Regions from separate parts of the Zea mays genome. Here region 2 is linked to region 1. A link is a contact called in public Hi-C data. All regions are on one chromosome and are shown on one strand. Each heading gives the region's core, a stretch centred on a gene start, on an enhancer-like site or on the middle of the called end of the contact. The rest is flanking DNA. Distances are from core to core; before and after follow the strand shown. Region 1 holds the start of LOC103633177 (E3 ubiquitin protein ligase RIN2). Region 2 holds the start of LOC103633183 (asparagine--tRNA ligase, chloroplastic/mitochondrial).

Region 1 (7,228 bases), core at 3,685-6,184:
ATTTGAAACGGCCGTGTCCAGCTGACGGGTGGCCCCCCACGGGTGACCTTGCGGGCGGCGTTTGTGGCTGCAGGGTGACTTCTAGTGCACGGGGCACACTGGTCAGTGACCGCGAGCAGCAAACGTGTTAGGGCGCGCGGAGCCGCTGGCGGGTGGGGTCCGTCGAGCAGAGAGAGAAGGGGAAGCGGGAGCTTGTGTGGAGTGGGTCGACTAGACCGAAAGGCCGGGGGGATGGGGGCGGGCTTCTTTCTGTTTTTCTTTTTTCTATGATTAGTTTTCCCTTTTCTTTTTCTTTAGAATTTCCAACTCAAGGAATATTCTTGAAATAAAAGAAAAGCACATCAAGCATATGCATCAACCATAAGACAAGGTTTGGGGTTCAGCGTGATGCAACATTTCATACTCCTTCGAGGTTTTGCCTTCTAGAATATAATTGCATTTCCAAATAAAATAACAATCCTTCTTCTAGAGAAAAGAGGAAAAGGGGATTAGGAGAAAAGAGACAAGATGAGTAACACCTGGATTTGATGATATGAGCAAAGAAATTGTATACCCCAGATTCAGGGTGTTACACGCACAGAGGAATCTGCTCCTACCATATGTCGTGTATTGTTCGACCCTAGGTCGCAGACCGTCCGTGCCTCCACAGAGAGCACCGTTGGTACACCTCATAGTGATTGACACCCAGATCGGCACCAACACACTTTTTGGCGACTCCGATGGGGATGGGGCGTGAGGACTATCAGATTGGCCCTCAATGGGTGGTTCAAGGGATCACTCCAATGTCTCTCCCAGCAACATCATCGAGCCAACTATAGAAATTCTATCGATAGAAGATCAATAGGAATCTGAGGAGAATAAAAGGCAGCTAATCAAGGAGGTCCATGCCAAATTCCTGATCAATTTCAAGGTGGACAGGAATCACAAGGTCGTCCGGCGGCGGGCGACTAATCTGGCATCACTCCGACCTGATGCATTTACCTCGAGCGTGTTTTTAGCGTGCTTCAAGGCAAATATGGTATCGTCAAAGGACCAACAAGGTTGTGGGATCCGATGGACTTGACGTATATTGTGGATTGCATTGTTATCTTGCACAACATGGGCATCGACTATGAAAGGGACATGGACCAGTTGAGAGCAGAGGACTATGAGCACGGTTCAACGGCTTCGTACAATACCGACAAAGTTGTGCCCGAAATCCAAACACTAATGGAAATGCATAGGAAAATACAGCCACAAGGGGCACAACTCTCTATTACATGACCTCGTTGATCATGTGTGGAATCACTATGATGGACCGCATGTGTGTTTGTGCATATGTATTCGTTCATACTCGCAGGAATGTACGACTGTCAACTAACCAAAGTATTGTTATTATGCAGAGTCGTGCCAACTGAAACTACTGAGGCTGCTGCCATTGTGGCGTCCAACATCTAGTGATATTCATATTTCTTGTTCGGTGAATTGCAAGCTGGAGTGCTAACTGGAACTACCAAAGCATATCTAGTGCCAACTGGAACTACCAAAGCAAGGGAACACACGACTATCATTAATCAAAGTTTGTGTTTGCTAGTCGGAGTGCTTGTGTTGTCCAACCCATGTGCAAATTGGAATAGGCATATATTTCAACCTAGATAATGAATTCCTCAACTATGGAATTGTAGTGCTGAATTGCTTACTTGCTTGATCAATTGGGCAGTGACGCAGTGTACATGCCTCTCATTTTGTGTGTGGCTGCTAGTTGTTGTCTGTGTCTAGACCATGTGCCTCTCATTTTTATGTCAGATGCAAGCACCTGGATACTGAAAGAGCACACTGTTTCATACCAGTATATATGTGTGGGAAATGCGCACACAAAATGCAAAACATATTCGTTGCAGTTGCAAAATGATAACATAAAACTAAAAATACGACGACACATATAATAGGTGCACACATGAAAACATCAAACTTATTACTGGTACACGAAACATATAAAATAGGTCCACACATGATAACATCAACCTAGTAGAAAATAGGTCCACGCATGACGTTCAAGTGCAGAAAGTTGCACATTATTACAAACGGATGAAATACGATGACATGAAAAAAACCCTCAGGCAACTCGAACTCTCAAACTGTAGTAGACTTCACTTCAACTGGTCCAAGCCTTGTTCCCTTGCTTTGACAAGAATTTGGTCCTGCTTCAAGATGAAATGTTCTTGGACACGAGGAGGCATGGCTTCAATGTCCATGAGCATCAATTTCTGAGCTTCTCTGTCTTTTTGGGTTTAACAATCCTCTTTTGTAGGTCAACTTGCTCTCGCATCAAATACTGCATGGCCTCCCCTTATTTGTTCGATGACTCTGCTTGCATGATGTTGAAGTTGTGGTGGTCCATGTATATCTTCTGCAACACCTCCAAACAGACATTAGAATGCGACGATGAACTAGGTGTACTACATTGATTTTTTGCTTGGTCTCTTCCTATGGGTCTCTCTCGTGGGGTTGCCACTTCAACATTGCATTCTTCTGCGTCTGATGTTCTATTTTGGTTTTGAATGTAACCACCTGTCACCAACCAAGTAGTCCATTTAGGTTCATTTTTAAGTATGTTCCAGCAGTGCATGAACTGGAAGCTGTTTCCGGATCCACCATCGTATAGAGTCAAAGCCTCATTAATCTTAGGAACATATAACAAAAGTAATGAACATGAGTAATAAATTAAGTAATTAACATGAGTACCGAACATGAGTAAAAGTAAGCAAAACATGAGTAATACAAAATGAGCATGAGTTATTTTATATAAATTAAGTAATGAACATGAGTAATTGACTAAGGTACATACTTTGTCATCTTCACTTTGTCCACTTCTCCTCCTCCTGCATACTTTACCATAAATTGCACTAAATTTCACAGTTTCTTTTTGAATTAGTCCCCACCTATGCTGCAGGGAAAATATGGATCGGTCGGCGGGAGTGGTCTTGTGTTCATGAAAAAACTTGTGCACCCTATTCCAATAGGTCCCAAGGGTTTGGTTTGTTCCAGCTATTGGATCTTTGCCCACATTTAGATATGCCGAGCAAAGTAATGTATCCTCGTCTGTGCTGAAGTTCTTGGCTCGAATAGCGGCCCTTTTATTCGCTAGTTTTTTAGTACGAGGAAACGACCCTTGGGGACGGGGAGATTGAAGCTCGACTGGAACTCCCTACACATTTAGAGGTGTGTGTTTAAAATGGAAATGCACAGAAGACATGGAAAATTACAGAAACGAGGTTCCAAAACCTGGGTGAAATGAGTTGGATCGGCTGAGGCAGAGAGGTCATCGACCAAGTTGATTGTAGGAGTGTAGTGCACGCCCTCTAGAACATTTTCGTCAATTTCTTCAAAGGTATTATCCATTTCCGATCTATGCACATGATTGAACGAACGAGTTCATCATTTCATATAATATCTAATCGGGGAAACATTATAAAGTCCATGCAAGAAGTACAGAAAGTTCCCATCGGTGTTCAGCACGATTAGAATATATAGCTCGGCAAGGTACGACATAAGAAACAAGTTCACATATGACAGAAGTCATAACCTAAATGTACTTAAAGACAATATTGTGTCTCACACTTAACAAAGGACCACAACTAGATATTCTAGTTTATCCCTATAGATTGGTCGCTATTGTTGTTCATGCCCTAGTAATCATAATGCTCCTCAAGATCCTGGGGTGAAGGTGTTGGAAAGGGTTCCATTTCGACGGCAACACGTTCGTCTTCGCTTGTCACTTCCTGCTGCGGTTTGAATTTATTGACAACATCGTTGCATTGAATGGAGACATTGTCAATGAAATCTGTCAGCTCTAGGATCTGAGCTAGTAATCCGGACACATCTCGGTTGTCAACACCTTCTTTGAGATGGATTGGGCACAAGCACAAGCTTGCGAATGGCGACAACATGGCTTTCCATCTCGTGCACAACCCATTTAAGGGTGTCGTAGGGCACGTTCAACATGGATCTGGTAGGGCAGGTACTGACCTTGAGAATTGGGCGCGAATAAAGAATAAAATTGATTGGTTCATTTGTTTGTACTTTTAATGAATGAACACTACTTTTTGTAGTAATGCAATTTTTTAACACGAATGAACAACAAACAAATCTGTTGCATGGGACTTGTGTGACAGATGTAAGTAATGTGTGGTTCATGTGAACTGTATGTGCGTAGATCAACAAATAAATATGAACAACAAGCATATCATCCCTTGCATGGGACTATGATTTGAACAGATGAACTAATATTTGAGTATTTCCATGGATCTGCGCAAACGCTTATATGAAAAAACATGCCAATGTTAGTTATGTATGGACAACATGGCAGATGGGTAGTGAATATGTTACGATTTGAACGGATCCAACGAAACGAATGCGTATGCAGGGCCACACAAATTAGATCATCGCAAAAAGGGGAAAAACAAAATATAGCTGCCAATGCCAAACTACGGATCCAGGGAGGCGGCAGATGTAATCACCTTGCTCGGTACCGAGTATTCGGCCCGCGCTTCACAAGCTTGGTCCGCCTGGTATCACCGCTGCTGTGCGTGGTGTCAGGCCTTCTCGGATCTCCCACGACGGTGTCTTTCGTTGCTTGGCTTGAACTTGAACGAGATCGTCGCTTGTTGGTTGCTACCTTCGTCCTTGTAGCCGGACGAAGGGGGTGGCGATGGCCGTGTCCTCTTGCTCAAACGTCGCCGCCGAGACGGGTTCGAAGTGGCGAAACGAAGAATAGGCTCGAGACGAGCACACCGACAGTTGACTTTATAGGCTACCTCTGTATTTTAGGTAAACTTTAGTTAAACTGCTGGACATATCTACTATGTCTATCGTTACCTATTTTGGGTATAGGTAAGAGTTTAGTTAAACCGGTGGAGATAGCCTTAAAACCGGTGAAATACATACCTAATCTAGCCTATCCCGTAGTTAAAATACACTGATCCTGTAGAAATACATATACCCCTCGCTGCCGCAACAATTTTTGGATCCACTTCCCTCCCCACGTGTTTTTTGATTGTTCCTCCCCATGTTCCTCGCGTTCCCGTGAGGCCGTGACGCCCCCCTCGGCCTCGCCTCGCCATCGCTCGCGGCATCGCCGCCTGCCCCCTTTCCCCCACGCGAATAAAGCGCCGGAAGCGCGCCCCCCAAGCAAAGTCCTCCGGCGCTCAGGATCGGGAGCCACCCCCTAGGGTTAGGGCTCCGTTTTGCCTCGTTCCGGCGTCGACCGATGCGCGGCGCATGGCGACGGTGAACTGCCTCTACGTCGCGGCCGCCTCCACGGCGGTAAGCACCGCTGCTCTGCAGTGGTGGGCGTCCTCGCTCCTCGACGGCGACGCTGGGGCCGGCGGGGATGGAGACTGGCTTGGAGCCGTGCTGCGGTCAAGGGTCACCGTCGCGCTCCTGGCGAATCTGGCGGCCCACGTGTTCGTCGTTGTCATCCTCGCGCTCAAGGTGACTTTGAATCCTTTGTTCCTTCTCTATATGGCGTAATTTCGTGGGTGCCAGACGATTGATGCTGGTATGAGTTTCAATGAAGGAGATTAGATTGTTGTGGTGTAGGCACGATTGGTCAGCTCATTGAGCTGTGTTGAGCTGTGTTTCATGTTCTTTGTTACTTGCTGTATTTATTACTTCTGTAGTGGCTCTTAGTCTATTGCTTTGATGGGTCAATTTGATTGGAGATTTGTTTGATTTGCCTAATTTGGAACTTAGGAGTTGGTTCCCCAAATGGTGTTTTGAATGAGCAACAAGCAACATGTTGATTGAATTAGCAATCTAAGGATTTTCTCTTTAAAGGGAATGTTTGAATGAGCTAACTGATGTAGATAGTAGTAGAATATGAGTGCAAATGTGCACATCTAGCTATGATTCCATGGCTTATGCAGTTCTATTTGACTGTAAAACCTAAAAATTCTAGTGTGTATGGATGATGAATGCTTGTTCTTGTAATGTGATGCATATCTCCTTGGTTTGGATGGTATTTCCTCTTGGCAGTTGATAGCTTCATGTTTTGTTTTTTGATTTGATTGCTGCGGTGGTAGCCATTGACTACTACTGTTGTTGTATTGGCAGGGTGTGCTAGTCATGATGTCATGTTTATTATCAATGCGGATTAAAGAAATGTCAGGGGCAATAGAAGCATTTCCAAAATGTTGTCTGTAGTGTGTGCAAATTGTTGGGTGCAGTTGCATCATAGTTACATTTAAGTTTTTTGTCGATGGAATTCAACATGGGAGATGAGCATTTGAACATCTTATTGCTATTTTACTAGTGTAAAAATCTCTATACAGATACATATGAACTCTGCAATTTACCTATATATCAAGCATATTTCTGCGTCTCCATTGTTTATGGTGCGGTTGTGCTAATGCTGTTTCCTTTCGCCATGCAGACTATATTTTTTGTTCAGCTAACTTCTGTAGAGACCAGAAAAGTGTTGGAGCACATCATTAACTATGTACTTCACAAGGTACTTTCTCTTGTATTTTCTGTGCCCTTCTGCTTAGCATCCTAAGGAAAAAAATCCCACACTGCGGCACTGAGTTAGCTGAGGGTTTCTTGTTGCTTCTGGTGAACATACCACTGATGAATTTGTATTAACCTTGTAATGTCTGTCATTTGTATAAAGGTCAACATCATATCCATGTACTGTGCATAACCACTTTCTACAATCATGTATGTTTGCCAAGGTAGCACTTCAATGTAGTGCCCTAATGAGTAGAGGGCAGTCTGTGGTGTCAAACTGGAGCAGTGGAGCTTCATACCTGCAAGGCAGCCTCCTTAATGCTGCAGGCCTCGTCCCTTAGTCGTGGTCGTGTTTTGTATGGGTATTAGGTGACTTCAGAGTTTCTTATTTTCCTTTCTTTAGAGGGTTCCACCCTCTCTTGTTATCTCTATCTTTCTTAATAAAATGACACACAACTCGTGAGACTTAAAACGGCATGAATGCATGATAGTGAACTTCTACTTCATGATTGAAAGAAAATGCAACATACTTTTTGCCAACTAAAAATAAAATGTGCCAGAATGGTTGTGCATTCTGATAGTGTTTTTGTATATTTGCAGTATAACATAATCTAATTTGCTATTCACTACCTCTTCTGATCACAAATATAAGCCCATCTGCCAAACTTTGCTAATTTTGACCATCCAATATCTGAAAAATTATATAGATGGAACACAACCTCGACATGACTAGATTTATTAT
Region 2 (7,123 bases), core at 3,484-5,983, 290 kb before region 1:
ATTTAAGATCAGGGAACAAATATTGGTATGTGGGACTCTGTACAAGTAGAAAGCACACAGGTGATTTCATACTATCAAAACAACCAGAAGTCAACATTGAACTGTGAAGACAAATACCAACATTTCAGGCATTCAGTCATTTTCAGAAGTATATGCTTCAATCTTCCTTACAATTGTAAATCATTTTTTTTAAAAACATCAAATAAGTATTACTGTGACAAACATGAGAAAGTTATTCTTAGAAGCTGTCACTCATGCATTACCGGAAACTCAAATTTCTTCTTGGACCCAAGTAGTAGCTCGACAGCATCAGTGTAAGACAAGTGAACAAAGTTCTTCTCTACTACATCCTGTGGGCAAGCAGAAGTGAATTTACTGACATCATTCCTCTTGATCAAAATATACGTTGAGTCGAAAGCTATATGCTGCTGCAAGATATGAGAATTATTTCCTTGGCCCTGAAAACGGTTTGGCTTACTTTCTTGGCCCTCTAGGTGAAAAACAAGTCAGTGCAAAGTTCAGTTTGTGTTTATTTTGCAAAATATTTAGCATGGAGAAAAATTACATAAAATAAGAAACTATTTTAAATATGGAGCTAGAAATATGGTGACCTTAAACCATGCAAAAATATTTACCAAAATTAAACACAGACAAACTAGTCTTATGCACTGATTTATTATTTTCACCTAGGGATAAAATTGTCATTTTATCCTTGACTTGCCACCGTTTAAGTCCCAAAACTAACAGAAGAGCCATTTAAAGAACTAAAGATAGGTTTCTGGCAAAAAATAGGCAAGTTCAAAATAGAAGGGCCAAGAAAGTAAGCCAAACTGTTTTCAGGGCCGAGAAAATAAGTCTGTCTAGATATGATAAAAAAGGAAAGCTATATATAAGAGCTATACATTTAATCGATCTATGATGCCTTTCTCAACCCATGTATTGAAGAAATCCATATCCTCTTTGCAGTTCTCTAGAATATACTTTACCTGCATGAAACAGCGTTAATTAGGTTAAAGGTGAGTCACCGCTTGAAATTTCCCCAATTTAATAGACAAGAGGCTTTAATAAAAACAACACTGCAGAAATGGCTAGCAGTAAACTTGACCATCAAATGAAAATGTAGAGGAAGACACCTACTACATACTGGAGATATGCAGTTGCACAAGCCATGTCATCATTTAGATCCGCAAAGGCAAGCTCAGGTTCAATCATCTTCACTCACAACAACGAAACAGCAAAGTGTGAATAATCAGTGTTTAATCGGATTCTAAAGATAGAGGTGTGAGGATTTCAAGTACCCAAAATTCAGCCAGATGCCTTGCAGTGTTTGAATTTTCAGCCCTAAACGTTGGACCAAATGTGTAAATCTGGACAAAAAAATGAATGAGGAAATGAAAAAACTAATTAAAGCTATCAAACATAACAGGGTTTACTGTTTCAAATGAATGTGGCAAAAGAATTACATCAGATAGAGCTGAAGCATATGTTTCACCATTGAGCTGTCCAGATACTGTCAGAAATGCTGGTTTGCAGAAGAAATCCTAGCATAAATAACATTGGCAAGATTTTTATTACTTGTACAGTTTAGAGAAACTAAATAACATTAAATATAGGGCATCATATGATATAAACAAATTGACTCAGGTAACATGCTAACAAGGGCAAAGGCTACCTGTGACCAATCAACCCTTCCATCCTTGGTCGCAGGAATATCTTTGAGTAGGGAACCACCTTCGGTGCTATTCGAAAGCTATATTATAGAAGTGGCAAAAATATTAAATACATTCAAATCAAACCAGAATGCAACAAGGAAAACCAAGGAACAAGAAGGCAAAATGGACAGCTGCATATCATTCTAACAAGTTCTGTGGAAGACAACAATGCCACTAGTAATCATGAACTTAGTTATATACTCTTATACATATATGCATTAGAACACATATGGGATAATGATGGTATAACTTCAATGTTTACATTTACAATTCTGCAAAAAAAGCATGCAACCTTATCTAACAGTAAACCTGGTATACCATTTCTAGGACTTCCATACACCGGATATTTGACAGGTGCAACTTTAAGAAAGTTCTGTAAGCAATATAGGTAAAAAATTGCAACATGTACACTCCAATAATGATACAACTGGACTGGGCAGCTTGTCAGGCTGTATGGTTTCTGATTCAGAGCATAGGCTCCAATTGAAATACTTGTGTAAACATAGACATGGGCTAGATTCAGTTTAACATCGATGAGCAGAACATTTTCTATACAGCAACCAAATTCTAAGCGTAAGTAGTCTATCTAAAGAAACATATTGAAGAAAAACTAACCAAAGTAGTCACGTAAAACTGCTCCCCAGCTCCTTCACAATCTGAGGCAGTAATAATTGGGCTTGAAACCCAAACAAATCCATTGTCTTGAAAGAATTTATGAGTTGCGTATGCCAGAGCATTTCTCACTCTTGCCACCTAAATAAGCACACACATATCCAGTTCCAGTAAGCAAATCCACAGGAGAAACTTGCATAATTACTGAACAAGAAAACATGGGGTAAAAATCATATTCCATATCATTTTTAGAGATTTGTGTAACTAGATCATCAGCACATATGGTAATTCATTATCTTTAGTCAGTGTCCAAGTGGTCCATATTCGAAAGGGGAAAATATAACCATACGACTCCAAAATCTAGAAAATTGAATGGGCAACCATTTAACATATGTGTACAAAATTGTAAGCTAACACATGGAACTAATAACACAAACAGAAAGGGCATTCCATCCAATTTCTGGGTGAGTGAGTAATGGAAGGAAAGAAAATGTATCGTCTGCAATCTCTTGGTTAACGAATCTATGCGCCTTTATACTAGAATGAACCAAAATAATATCAAAGTAGCAGCTTTTAAAGTCCTCAGAATGCCAGTAAAGGAGGCCCAGCAATGTAGAACATACTGCACCAAAAGTGTTTGTCCGAGGACGGAGATGGGCTACAGTTCTAAGGAACTCTCTTGATGCCCGTTTCTTCTGTATAGGAAAAGATGTGGGGTCACTCTTACCAATCTGCAAAAAGAAAATAAAAATAAACATTAGCACAAGACAAGAAATAAAGGCGCAAAAAAATAAGGTCATCAGACTCTGAATGTTCTTGGTCCACAATCTGACAAACGAAAGGTAATTGTAGAGGCCTGATTAGTTAAGTATAGCATACAGCAAAGGAAGTTACATAGCGTGTGTACAACTTGAAACAATAGAACAACAGAAAATATGGCCTCATAGGATGCTTCAGTTGACTACAGTTGGCATGCAAAATGATTAAATGAGACATTAACTAACTACTGACTACAAAATAAGTATTCCTGTACTTTTTTAGAAATGCAGAAACATAAAGAAATTTCTTGACATCTTAACAAGCTAGTCAGTTACAGACTATACTCTTTCACAGGAACTCCTGAACTAAAAGTAATTCTGAAGTACTGGAATAATTACCACAGTGATCTTTGAAACCTTCAACTCCACTTTTTGCTTACCGCCTTGGCTGCTTGCAACAACTCCCTCAACTAGTACAGATGCTCCAGTAGTGACAGAGTCTATCTGACAGCCATCATTGAAAATAATGACAAATAAAATGTATTATAGCCTTATAAACTGCAACCAATGCAGTGTAAGAGAAGCTTGCAAAAGTATAAACTTGCAACCTTCACAAAATGGGCAAAACGTAATACCTGGTCATAGCCTTCTGTTTCAGGAGTCAACACACATTGCATATTGGACAAGCAAGAGCCATCATTGACCTAAAAGTTGAAGTTTTAGAATGCATTAGACTCTTAAAGAAAACAATATTAATAATAATGCCTGTTCCTCTGGATGGTAATCTATGCATGTGCAGAAGACAAGAGCTACTTGAGTCCATAAACATAAATTCCTTTGTGACGTGCATAAGCATTATGATTTGACTGGCTCCTTAGCCAGAGTGTTATGACATGTTAGCTAGGGTCTTGTTGTTCATTACTAGAGCAAAAGAGATACACTATCAGTTGAAACATGCAGCACTATATCACTCAGAATATTTAACCAAATATCAAGGCATTGTTAACATTGTGAAACGCTCATTGAGCATCCTATTCGATAGCATGATTCCTGGTACAAAAGCAAGGCACATAGATACATTCACTAGAGTCACCCAGCTAACCATATGCACCCATTTCAGCAAAAGTAAAATCTGCCAACGACGCGCATCACTGTAGCACCAAATTTCAATTGATCAAAACCATAGCAAAATGAAGTCGCAAGCGTCCACCTCGACGAAGGTGACGGTCCTCTGGGCGCGGCAGGTGCGCACCCACCCGCGCACGGCGAGCTCCTTGCCCACCCAGGCAGCGCCCTCGTCCTCCCCGCCCTTCACGTCCGCCACCCGCAGCCGCTTCCTGAACTCCCCCACGGCCTCGCCCGCCGTCCCTGTCGCCGCGTATGCGGGGGCGGGGGCCTGCGCCGCGGCGCAGAAGCGCTGCCGCCGCCCCGAGGCAGCGGAGAGAGGTGTCGTACGCGGGAGCGGGAACGAAATCGCGGCGAGCGGGGAGGCCTTTGGAACCTGGAGCCGGCGCGGGGCCAAACGGAGGAGCCGGGCGGCGGCGGCCGCCGACATCGGCAGCGAGGCGGTGGCAGGTGTGGTAGGCTCTTGGCGGGGCCTATCTGCTTCCCCCGCCTAGGAGCCGTCCGTTTATGATCGAGGGGCTAACGTGTCTCCTGTGCCTATTGACGTATTTCTAGTAACCCGTCTTTGTAGGTTACGTATTAACAGGTGCCACTTTTTTTATTTGCACGAATCCTTTTGTTTTGTTGAGTTATAAGTACAATATTATTTATTATTATCGTATTATCATCCCAGCATCACACGTTATCAGGCTGAAGTCAATCCAAATCACATGGGAATTGGGTGTTTGGTGTTTATCATCCATCCGAAAAGCATGCAAGAAGCCAATCAAGATCATCACATAACATCACATGTTTTTCGTCGTGACGTCTCACACTCCCACTAGTTGATTGAGGAAGAGACCTGCTCGCTTCTCCCTCTCCCCGAGTCGATCGGTCCAGTCCGAGGGAAGAAGGCAAGAAGCTCCCGGCGCGCGCGCGCAAGCGAGAGGAAATGGCGACCAGCAACGGCTCAGGGGTCGCGCAGGGGGAGGAGGGGAAGACGCCACCGCCTGCGGGGTCGATCGGCGGGTACGAGTCCCTGCACAGGCTCCTGGAGGCCAACCTTTCCCCCGATCTATTCCAGGTATTGCTCTCCCATCATTCCATCGATCGCTAGGCGGAGGCTCAGATTCGTGCCGCCGTGCCGTCGCCCGTGCCCGTTCCTTGCTTCTTGGATGGATGCCGTATCCAAATCCAGTCCAGAAGGCGTGCTTGGGCGAACTGACTGGATAACAAATTGCGACCGGGAAGAGTGGTCCAGCTGCCCCGGCAGTTGAACGGTGGAAGTTTGTGAACAGTTTTAGTTCTCTGAATTGGCCCAATTAACGATCAAGCGGTCAACTAGTCACTTTCTCTTCATATAGGTGGTTATTTTGCACCACTGAGCTTAGTAATCACGTGGACTATAAACGTGCTTATTGTAATAATATTCATACTGATGCCTGATGGTTGTGTACCTCTTCCAACAACAAAAAATCGATAGAATTTAGTACATGTCCTCTTTTGTTCCTAGACAGAGCCTCAGATGTAATGGTGTTTACTTAGCAATATCGGTGGAGCTGAAATTTACCTATGGCCTGATTTCAGAATCGTAAATACTGTACCCTGCTGTACTCAACTCTCGATCTGTTTCATTGGGTCGTAATCATATGGATATCTAGATGACATTTAGGTTCACTTTGTTGATACTGGCAACTTTTTCCTTTTGACAGGAAGCAAGTCGATTGCTGCTGGGACTGAATTGTGCACGACCTCTTGAGGCTATCTCACTGCCTGACGCCACAACCACTCTTGCGGAAACACACAGTTTTGATTTGCAGGTTAACTCATAATAAATTGCCATTTTTCATTACTGTGCTTGTCAAGTGATTTATGTGATTGCAGAGACGTAGCATGTTTTTTCTAGACATCAGCAGCTATCATACAGAAACTAATTATATTGGTTGATGGATTTAAATCTACTTGTGCTACAGGCATTCCGTTTTAGTGCAGACAAAGAGTTTCTGAGGCAATCAAGAGTTGTTCGAGTAGGTCTAATTCAGAACTCAATTGCTGTTCCCACTACTTGTCACTTTGCTGACCAAAAGAAGGCAATCATGGACAAAATAAAACCTCTAATTGATGCAGCCGGCGCTTCTGGTGTCAATATTATGTGCTTACAAGTGAGTAACTCGTCGTATACAGTTCAGGACATTGAGTTATATTCTAAATAGGAAGATCGTTCCTAATGATTCATATATCAAATTCAGGAAGCCTGGACAATGCCTTTTGCCTTCTGCACACGCGAGAAAAGATGGTGTGAATTTGCTGAACCAGTTGATGGAGAATCTACTCAATTCCTTCAGGAACTTGCACAGAAGTATAACATGGTAATAGTGAGCCCAATCCTTGAAAGGGATATAAACCATGGGGAGACTATTTGGAATACTGCTGTTGTTATTGGAAACAACGGCAACATAATTGGCATTCATCGAAAGGTATGTGTATCGCTACAATTTTATTTTCCTTGGCTGCATTTTCTATTTCTTCATTCTGTCAGAAAGCTTTTACATTGTCTTAATAAACGCTACTGTAGAATCACATTCCAAGAGTTGGTGATTTCAATGAGAGCACATACTACATGGAGGGTAACACTGGGCATCCAGTGTTTGAAACAGCTTATGGCAAAATAGGAGTGAACATTTGTTATGGAAGACATCATCCCCTTAATTGGCTTGCGTTTGGTCTCAATGGAGCTGAAATAGTGTTCAACCCATCTGCGACTGTTGGTGAACTGAGTGAACCAATGTGGCCCATTGAGGTCAGACAAAATTTATGTGCTCTTTTGTGCGCTATAGAACATTTCTTTATATAAATGCATATGCAAAATTTGGGGTGAATGATTATTTTTTTGTTATTTCAGGCAAGGAACGCCGCAATTGCAAACAGCTACTTCGT

The links. Hi-C and Micro-C count contacts between places; a contact is called where the count stands out from the background.
Region 2: a Hi-C map of leaf shows a contact between it and region 1, with 5 times the contacts expected there. The contact joins the promoter of LOC103633183 here to the promoter of LOC103633177 in region 1. A contact is called at or near these places in 4 of 25 Hi-C or Micro-C datasets (all in leaf).

What each region holds. Positions count from the first base shown.
Region 1 is chr7:155,299,120-155,306,347 of Zm-B73-REFERENCE-NAM-5.0, reverse strand. LOC103633177 (E3 ubiquitin protein ligase RIN2) reads left to right here and starts at 4,934. Exons shown (of 12, transcript XM_008654863.3): 1 at 4,934-5,472; 2 at 6,413-6,490. The coding sequence starts at 5,260.
Region 2 is chr7:155,586,975-155,594,097 of Zm-B73-REFERENCE-NAM-5.0, reverse strand. It overlaps LOC103633183 (asparagine--tRNA ligase, chloroplastic/mitochondrial), which reads right to left and starts at 4,733. Exons shown (of 15, transcript XM_020540738.3): 1 at 4,293-4,733; 2 at 3,718-3,786; 3 at 3,482-3,586; 4 at 2,948-3,055; 5 at 2,328-2,465; 6 at 1,673-1,750; 7 at 1,464-1,541; 8 at 1,299-1,367; 9 at 1,138-1,212; 10 at 903-986; 11 at 264-350. The coding sequence starts at 4,637. It overlaps LOC100283449 (beta alanine synthase 1), which reads left to right and starts at 4,989. Exons shown (of 6, transcript NM_001156350.2): 1 at 4,989-5,270; 2 at 5,899-6,006; 3 at 6,160-6,348; 4 at 6,436-6,663; 5 at 6,762-6,986; 6 at 7,089-7,123. The coding sequence starts at 5,139.